3 separate regions of the Mus musculus genome follow, and regions 2 and 3 are each linked to region 1. The links are chromatin contacts, called in public Hi-C and promoter capture Hi-C maps. All regions are on one chromosome and are shown on one strand. The core of a region is the stretch at or near the end of the contact, and the rest is flanking DNA. Distances in the headings are between cores, read along the strand shown.

Region 1 (2,854 bases), core at 308-2,807:
AACTCATGTTAGGACCCTTCAAAAAGATGCAAGAAAACATAAATTCTGCAAAATGGCTACAAAACAGGACTACAGGGCCCAAACCAAAGGCAGAAAGGAGCAAGGAACTGGTTATTTTATGTCTTTGGCAGGAAAAGTTGCTTTCGGCTTGGCATCGGGGCTGAAAATGGATATTCCCTTGTTCAGGACTATTTTACTTTGTATAAACACAGCTACACAATCCCTGGCAGCAGAGTTATAAGACTCTCTGTTTTTATAGCCAACACCTTGTGTTCGTACATGAACATGCAAGTGGAATAGCTGAGCTCTCTGTGGTGATGTGACCCACAGACTAAAGCTAAGCAACTGGAAGCTGTGCCATGCAGCCATCAAGAGCTCAGCCAGGGTCACAGCCATCCTGACTTCTATCTGAAGTGTGGAATTTGAAGCATTACCTGCTGTAGTAGGTCTCCAATGGAAATGACCCATAAACAAAACAAAAAAGAATGTCCTTAAGGAAATGAGCATGATGACTGTATCAAAAAGCAAAACGAAACAAAACAAAAAGTTAAAGGACCTAGCTTGTACAATTATAGGCTTTGTTTTTTATGCAAGTAATTAAACCTTGTTCAAACAAATGAATTCTAGAATCTCATAAATTTCATAATGATAATTAAGGTGACCTATAATTGATGAAAATAATAATAGAAATAAGTACAATGTTAATAATAAAACACCATATACTTTAGTTTTAGGCATGATACTGTTGGTCCCTAACTGACTACAATTCACCCTAACTTCTCTGATGAGAAGACATGAAATTACTTGCCCAGAAATAAGTAGAGCTGGCTGGAATTCATGTGGAGCCAATGAGAAGGCTCTGCTGTTAATTATCAGGGTAAAGTGCCTAGAGCCTTATCACAGGCAAACATCTAAACAGAAGCATTTTTGAATCCGTAGTGTAAAAGACCTGGAAGTGAATACTGACTGTAGGTAAGGCGTTCTGATCCAGGTAGAAGGCATTTATAGGGCACCACAAAGATGACTGGAAACTGTTCTCCATTCTCATAGGAATGTGGACTTTATGCCAATAAATTACAATATTATTCATAGTACTAATAATTAAACTAGTGCTGGCTTTCAACAGAGAAAGATTATTCGACTTTATTTTTGTGAGAATTTTTTATTCTTTTCTAGGAGCCTAAGTCTGATGTTTAGACAGCTGTGAAGTAGTACGTTCAATACTTCTCTTGTATAAATAAATTAATTTTGCCTAGAAATTAGATTTTTCTTGTTTATATCTAACATACAGACAACACATCGAGTAACACATCATTTCTAGTCATTTTATGTATTAGTGAAACCCAGGATTTGGAACTCCACTGCGCAGTGTGTATACATTTTCATTCTGACATCTTAACGAACTAAAGGGGTCCTGTTCTGAATACATATATACATTTCGAGGAACGTGTTTACACAGAGGAGTGCATGATATACCAGAGGTCACTGTGCACTGTGGCCTCCTCCCCGCTCTCGGTTAGTGGGAGGCTGGAAAAGGCCGAGTTCTCACGCAGCAGCTGCAGCGGCAGCCATCACTGGAGCTACACAGACCAGAAGCAGATGTGGCACAAGTCTCCTGCACAGCTTCTCCTGAAGAGACGGTTGCTCTGTTGACTCAAAGTGCACTCATTGACGGGGATTTCCTGAGCTAAGACGATCAGGAGGCAAAGCAAACGGGGCAAAATTTTTCCCTTTAAATACATTAAACAAAAGGGTGTAACTTGATAGAGCAACTTCAAGTCAAGGTCATGTACTTTGAAAAACACGGCCTTTTAAAGTGAACGTGAACATCTGGAAATCTTTTTGAAAATAAATCGCTCCTCAACTGAAACATTAGATGGCATTTTTTTGGCAAGTGCTCTATCTGAATTACTCAGAAATAAACTCCTGGCAACCCCTGAACTAATGCTCTTCTATGAGAGCAGCACGTAATTTGTTATATTCTTAGGGTTATTTCCCTCCAACTATTTCAAGACTTTTACATAGCAGGAAATGAGTGTGGGGGTGAGGCCTCTGCACACAGACACAGCAGATTCTCAGAGCAGATTCATCAGTCTGGATTCAAGTCAGTAACTGCATGCAACCGTGAAAAATTTTTCAGGAAATTGTCTTTGCATACTTAGTTAAGAATCTTACTCAATGAAAACCACAGACAATGTAAAACAAATCTATCAAAATGTATCTGATGGCTGCAGAGAAACTACAAAGAGAAACAGGGACACACAAGAATAGAATTAAACACACACACACACACACACACACACACACATCCACACACACACACACACACACACACACACACACACACATCCACACACACACACACACACACATCACACACACACACACACACATCACACACACACACACACACATCACACACACACACACATCACACACACACACACACATCACACACACACACACACATCACACACACACACACACACACACATCACACACACACACACATCACACACATCACACACACACACACACACACACACATCACACACACACACACACATCTCACACACACACACACACACACACACACACACACACATCACACACACATCACACACACACACACACACACCTCTGAAAGAAAAGAGAGTAGTTATGTCAAGACTTCTGTGAATGGGAATTACTGGTTTGTAGAAAAGAAAAGAAAAGAAAAGAAAAAAAAAGAAAAGAAAAGAAAAGAAAAGAAAACAAAACAAAAGAGAGAGAGAGAGAGAGAGAGAAAGAAAACCTTCCTGTGTGGAGGATTTGTATATGTGAGAGTAACTCAGTCAGTCTTTAGGTGTAGAAT
Region 2 (2,700 bases), core at 97-2,596, 270 kb before region 1:
GCTACTTCACACCTGGGCCCAAGATCTGCCAAGGGCCAGCTGGTCATGTGCAGTCTAGTGGATGACAGCCAGTGAGAGGCAGAAGAAAGGAGAGCAGGCTGAAACCAGTTAGAAATAAAGCATACAAAGCAGTATTTGCAATTCTACTTCCAGATGGGAAGAGGAAAGGGCAGGAAAACACGGAGGTTACAGAATGAGACGGCCGCTTTACTTTGAATTTGTCCTCTCAGCGGCGGTCTTGTACAGTCTTGGTTTGGGATACATGCTAAGACAATGATAGATGAGTGAATATTTGTAAGACATTTAAGATGTAAAAAAAAGTGGGGGGGCTTGCAAATCACTGAGGTTGATGTAAGTCAAAGTATTTAGGCTGATTTTAACCTGTTCCTGCTCCTTCTTCTGTGCTCGGGCTATCCAACGCTGAAGGAGATGGCCCTCGGAAGAGTGAACAACCTTGAACACAACAATTCGAAAGAATACTTCTGTTTTGTTGTTTACTCTGTTTCATAGAAAGACTATGTCCAATCCAGGATCCTCCTCCTCCTCCTCCCCCTCCTCCTCCTTCTATTTCTCTCTCTCTCTCTCTCTCTCTCTCTCTCTCTCTCTCTCTCTCTCTCTCTCCCTCCCTCCCTCCTTCCCTCCCTCCCTCCCTCTCCCTCTCCTTCTACCCCCCTCTTTCTTTCTGACTCTATTCCCATTTATAGAAACATACAGACTAGAAGATATCGTGGACATTATGTCCAAAATTTTATACCATGAAATATATTATACTAGGGAGTATATTATGTGCAGCTTTAAATAATGAGTTTCACAAATTAAACAAAAATAAAAACCTTAAAAGGTCTTTTTGGAAACCCTTTGAAATTCTCTTAAGAATTGTAAGATTCTTTCTTGCCCCACAATAATATCTTAGAATGTTTTACTTCTGCGATGAATGCTCATATGTTTTGGAATATTTTCCCCATTTATCCTAAGCCTGAAAGCACTTTCAAATCTGATTAGCTGGGTGATCATGCTCAATGGAAAAGGTCTTTTGGCCCAGACACTGCATAGCTGATGTGCCCCACCCACCAGGAAGGAGCTTGCTCCCCTTTTCTTTACAAAGCGGTCTAGAACTCTGTCAGTGCTCTTTGGAAAGGAGGATGCTTTTCTTTTCGTTTGCTGTAGACTTTCACAGGTCAGACTTCCATTGCCAGAAAAGGAACACAATCTAAGAGCAGTAACCTGTCTTAAATTTGTCATGGGAAACCCAGGTTCACACCTAAGCACAGAGCGAGTATCACTTTAAGAGCTGACATGCTATCCAGTCTCTCTGCAAAGGTAACTTTCTGACTAACAATGAGTCACATGGGAAAGCAGGAGGCCACTGAATCACTGCCTTAGAACCTGCCCTGTCTTGCTTCAGTGCCGTCCCTGACACAGGATTTGCTTCCAGCCGGCAGCTAGCATTGCCACTTCAGAGAAAGGCCCTTGTTTTTTATTTATTTATTTTCAGGATCGCGAGGCTCTATCCCAACAGCAAAATTTGCTTAAAGCCAATTACCTGGGAACCCATGCCAACACTGACAGATCTTTCATTCCCCTAGATATACATTTTTTTTTCTAGCGAGAACCTTTGCGTAGTCTTTCGGAGAGAGTGTGAGCACATGCAGGTAAGCTTTGTTTGGGTCACATCAGTACGTTGGGTGGAAAGATACGTAAGCAGCTTTGCAGATCTCATAATAACTCTTCTCTATGCAATAATATGTGCCCTGTCTAAGTTCCATTAATATGTGCGCTGTCTAAGTTCCAAGGTGAGGGAATTTATGGCCAAATAAGGCAACCTATCCACCCTGTGGACCTGTGATGTCTAGCTTATTAAATGCTGTTTCTATTGCTTTCTTTGCAGCCAAGGTTTATCATGCTATTCTATTTTATTATCATGACTATGCAAAGTTTCTCGTTAGAAAAAAAATTGCACATCTAGGGGAATGAAAGATCTGTGAGTGTTGGCATGGGTCCCCCGGTTATATCCTTCCATCTACATTTCTGCTTTCATCATTAAAACACAAGCTTCAGGACCTTGCCGCCGTGTTTCTATGACAAAGCCGCATGCATTTGGTATGATTGTTGTCCACTGTAGAGGTCAACGCCATTGGACTTTAAGTTGCTTGTTGGACCATCATATTTCTCCTCACTCACCATCTCTTATACCAGCACCAGATGAACTCTGAAAGAGTTCCACAGGAGGGTGAAGATGCAGCCTCCTCCCCATCCCTCTGGTCATAGCACACAGCCCTCAGTTCTTTCCACTGTTATTCACAAATCTCAAGCACTTGATCTTCGTCCCTCTTAACTACACATTATCAGATTCTACAAAGCACTTCATATCACTTAACAATAGTCTTCACTTCCCACAGCTACCCACAGAAGCTGGCCTCACTACATAAACATGCAACATTGGGAGTGCTCATTCAGGCCTTTCAAAGGAATGTGCCAAATATGGGAGAATTGAAGACACGACAGGCATAGTACGGGCTATCCACACACCCAAATACAGGATATTATCAAAAGAGTTAGCTAGATTTCTGTTTCTGCAAGAAAATATGCACAAACAGTAACAGGAAGTTAAAGAGAAAAAAAATAAGAAAATTTCTAGAATTTAATTCTGAAGAACTCAGCTCTGAGTTACTTTTCCAATGTGTGATTCTTATTTTGTTG
Region 3 (2,700 bases), core at 74-2,573, 450 kb before region 1:
AAGCAGAAAGGATTGTTGATTAGCCTTTCTCCCTGGGCACCTTGCACAGTACCTTTTGATACTATGAGCACTAGTCCTCATGGAGGAGACTTCCTGGAAAGTTCTACCTCAAATATTCCAAGTCCTGTGTCTGAAGTATGAACTGTCTTTAGCAATAGGATCATACTTTTAATATCTGCGAGGCATCCAAGGACAATAGCAAATGGCTATAATATATATTTTCTGTCCCCTCATTGAGACAGGATCTCACCATGTAGCTCTGGCTATCCTGGAACACATTATATAGACCAGGCTGGCCTCAAACTCACAGAGATCCACCTGTCCCTGCCTCCTGAGCGCTGGAATTAAAGGTATATACAAACACATTTCATTCTATTGTTTTGAGAATTTTCTGGATCTCTCTGACCAACAATTTGAAGGGCGGTTTCCCATGCCTGCCAGGTACTGGGATTTTTGTTAGATAGTCTATGGCTTTTGTGGCACAACTTCACTTCAATGCCCCCCACACACACCATATATGTATTTTTATAAAAATAACCATATGAAATAATGTTTTCCTTAGGGCTTTTCCAAACATCCTAAGTACTATTTGTCTCTTCTTCCTCCTCTACTTCTGAATTACCTTTCTTCTTCTCTCCCCATTTAAAGCTGGTTCCCCACTTCCCCCTTTCCTTGTTCCTATTAAAAGGGATAACACCTGTATCCCATTAAACCCATCTCTGGAGTGCACTGTCCCCCACCCCCCTTGGATGATCTCTTTCTACTTTCCTGACTTCTATGATGACTACAAGTTACTTATTCAAATCTAAAGATCTGGATCTAGGATTCATAAACAAGAGAGGAAATGGGACATTTGTCTTTCTAGGGCTGGGTTACGTTAGTATAATATTTTTCAGTTCACCCACTCATCTGAAAATTTCATGATTTCATTTTTCTTTACAGCTGGGACTCCTAGGATTTGTGGGGACAACAAAGACAGGGTGGGTGGGTGTGTGTGTGGGGTGGCGAGCACTCACCTGACTGGCTGGGCCACATGCCAGTGTGGGGATGGAGACAGCGTCTTGGCATTTTATTAAGTACTTTTTCAATACTTCAAGAACAATTCCTAAGCAGGACAGTCTCAGGCGATAAAGTTTTATTATTCATCTCTTACCATTTTTTTTCTCTTTAGGTCAGGACTTTTACATATGGGTAAATATTTGACTAAGCTGTGCGTTATTATTTCCATCATTAGGAAAGCATGGGCTGTTCAGATATCTAGTTCCTCTTTCTGACTCGTCACCCCAGAGAGGGGAAAAGGATGTCATCACGTAGTCACCAGCAGAAGAGAAATTGTGAAAGAGACCTCCCTGTAAAAAGGGCAGCCCACAAACACCTCAGCCTTCAGAGGAGACTGAGCTCCTCAGACGACAAGAGTGGACCCGTGTGTCTCCCCACCAGGCATGGAACCAAAGCGGATCAGGGAGGGATACCTTGTGAAGAAGGTAAGTAGGGAGGTCACTTACAAGGCTGGACTTAGAGAGGGGCTTACAGGGGATTAGTGTTTGCTCCATACTCTCTGTCCATCCCTTCCAGGGATGCTCCATGTTGGATCTATTAGATTAGGATGAAAGAGTATTACATCATACAGTGTACTGGGGTGGGGCTACCTCCATGTGTTCCCCTACACCCTTTTTTTCCCCTTAAAAGTGAATTAATCTAGTTCGGGCTTCAGCACAGTTTGCCCTTACGAGCCTGAGAATTCGAACATTCAGGGTGTGGACGATGAAAATCCAGATTTAGTTTTTCATGATTTAAAACACGTTGCAACAGCTAAACATTGCCTTCTGTGGGGGGAAAGTCTCAAATTGTTCTGTTAGAAAAGCTGCTTGGAGAACTGTTTAGCTCTTATTTAAATTGACAGGGCTGTAGAAGAGTTAGGGGTTGCCAGTGTTTGTGTGAGCAACAAGCAGAAAAACAATATAGCTAATTTCTTGGGCGTTCTCCCACTTACGCTTCTGTTTCAAGGGTGTGAAGGTGGTTCCAGGTGGTGACGGTGGGTGTTGGCTGTAGTCTTTTACCCACAACTTAATGAATTTGTATAACAGTCCACCAAAGTGGTAGATGTATCATCTTAAAGAACAGAAGTGGAAATGTGAGAATGCCAAAAATAGCTTAGTGTTATGAAAATTTGAATTTTGATGCTGTTTCTAGTCTTTGTGCTGCTGGTGTTGTGTGCTTTGAGTTGTGAAAGCTCCTTACCTGGTGAATTCACACATCGGGACTGCTGGCATCCTGTGGGCAATACTCTGTGCACAAACACACTTCATGGAGCCAAGTGGGTTCATGAAGCCGCTCAGAAATGTTGCTTCTGACTAAACTTCCACAAGAAGCTTTCTAACCACATGAGCAGCCAGTGTTGCTCTTATCTTTTTAAAACTCAATGCAGTTAATTAAATATCTAGTTAATCAAGTTTTGAGAATGGGTCTTACTCTATAGCTCTTAATGTATTTCCAAGGCTAACCTTAAATTGGTTGCAAGCCTCCTGCCTCAGTCTCCCAGACCCTACGATTTCAGGAATGAACAATCTGGTCCAGCTGCATCTTTATTTTAGCTCATCCATCTGTTTCTTTTTACCTTAAAATGTTCTATGTCTATGAACATAGGACACTAAATGGTACATATCACAACCTGGTTCCACTTTTTATTTCAAATTAGAA

What was found. Promoter capture Hi-C pulls out the DNA fragments that hold promoters and counts their contacts. A called contact is a pair of places that touch in the nucleus more often than the background predicts.
Region 2: a contact with region 1 is called in a promoter capture Hi-C map of second pharyngeal arch cranial neural crest. The contact joins the promoter of Egfros here to the enhancer-like site in region 1. A contact is called at or near these places in 11 of 39 promoter capture datasets (the 3T3-L1 cell line, the C10 cell line, cranial neural crest and 7 more), 1 of 15 datasets of contacts at CTCF or cohesin (the NIH/3T3 cell line), 1 of 484 Hi-C or Micro-C datasets (bone marrow-derived macrophages) and 2 of 115 datasets of contacts at active chromatin or transcription factors (fibro-adipogenic progenitors and pancreatic cancer cells).
Region 3: a contact with region 1 is called in a Hi-C map of B cells, with 19 read pairs. The contact joins the promoter of Plek here to the enhancer-like site in region 1. A contact is called at or near these places in 1 of 484 Hi-C or Micro-C datasets (B cells) and 2 of 115 datasets of contacts at active chromatin or transcription factors (bone marrow-derived macrophages and large pre-B cells).

Annotation. Positions count from the first base shown.
Region 1 is chr11:16,558,279-16,561,132 of GRCm38.p6, reverse strand. No RefSeq gene overlaps it. Among named protein-coding and RNA genes, the nearest start is that of Sec61g, 51 kb to the right of the region's middle. RefSeq lists an enhancer at 1,345-2,264. Within about 2 kb of position 1,557, at least 120 of the 459 cell types and tissues checked have an H3K27ac peak or open chromatin away from gene starts, as enhancers often do. A contact at or near this core is called in the NIH/3T3 cell line, fibro-adipogenic progenitors, liver and 3 more, where this site is marked.
Region 2 is chr11:16,829,396-16,832,095 of GRCm38.p6, reverse strand. Egfros (a long non-coding RNA gene) reads left to right here and starts at 1,346. Exons shown (of 3, transcript XR_003949851.1): 1 at 1,346-1,652. The region is part of intron 1 of Egfr (epidermal growth factor receptor); the gene reads right to left.
Region 3 is chr11:17,007,341-17,010,040 of GRCm38.p6, reverse strand. Plek (pleckstrin) reads left to right here and starts at 1,323. Exons shown (of 10, transcript NM_019549.2): 1 at 1,323-1,484. The coding sequence starts at 1,443.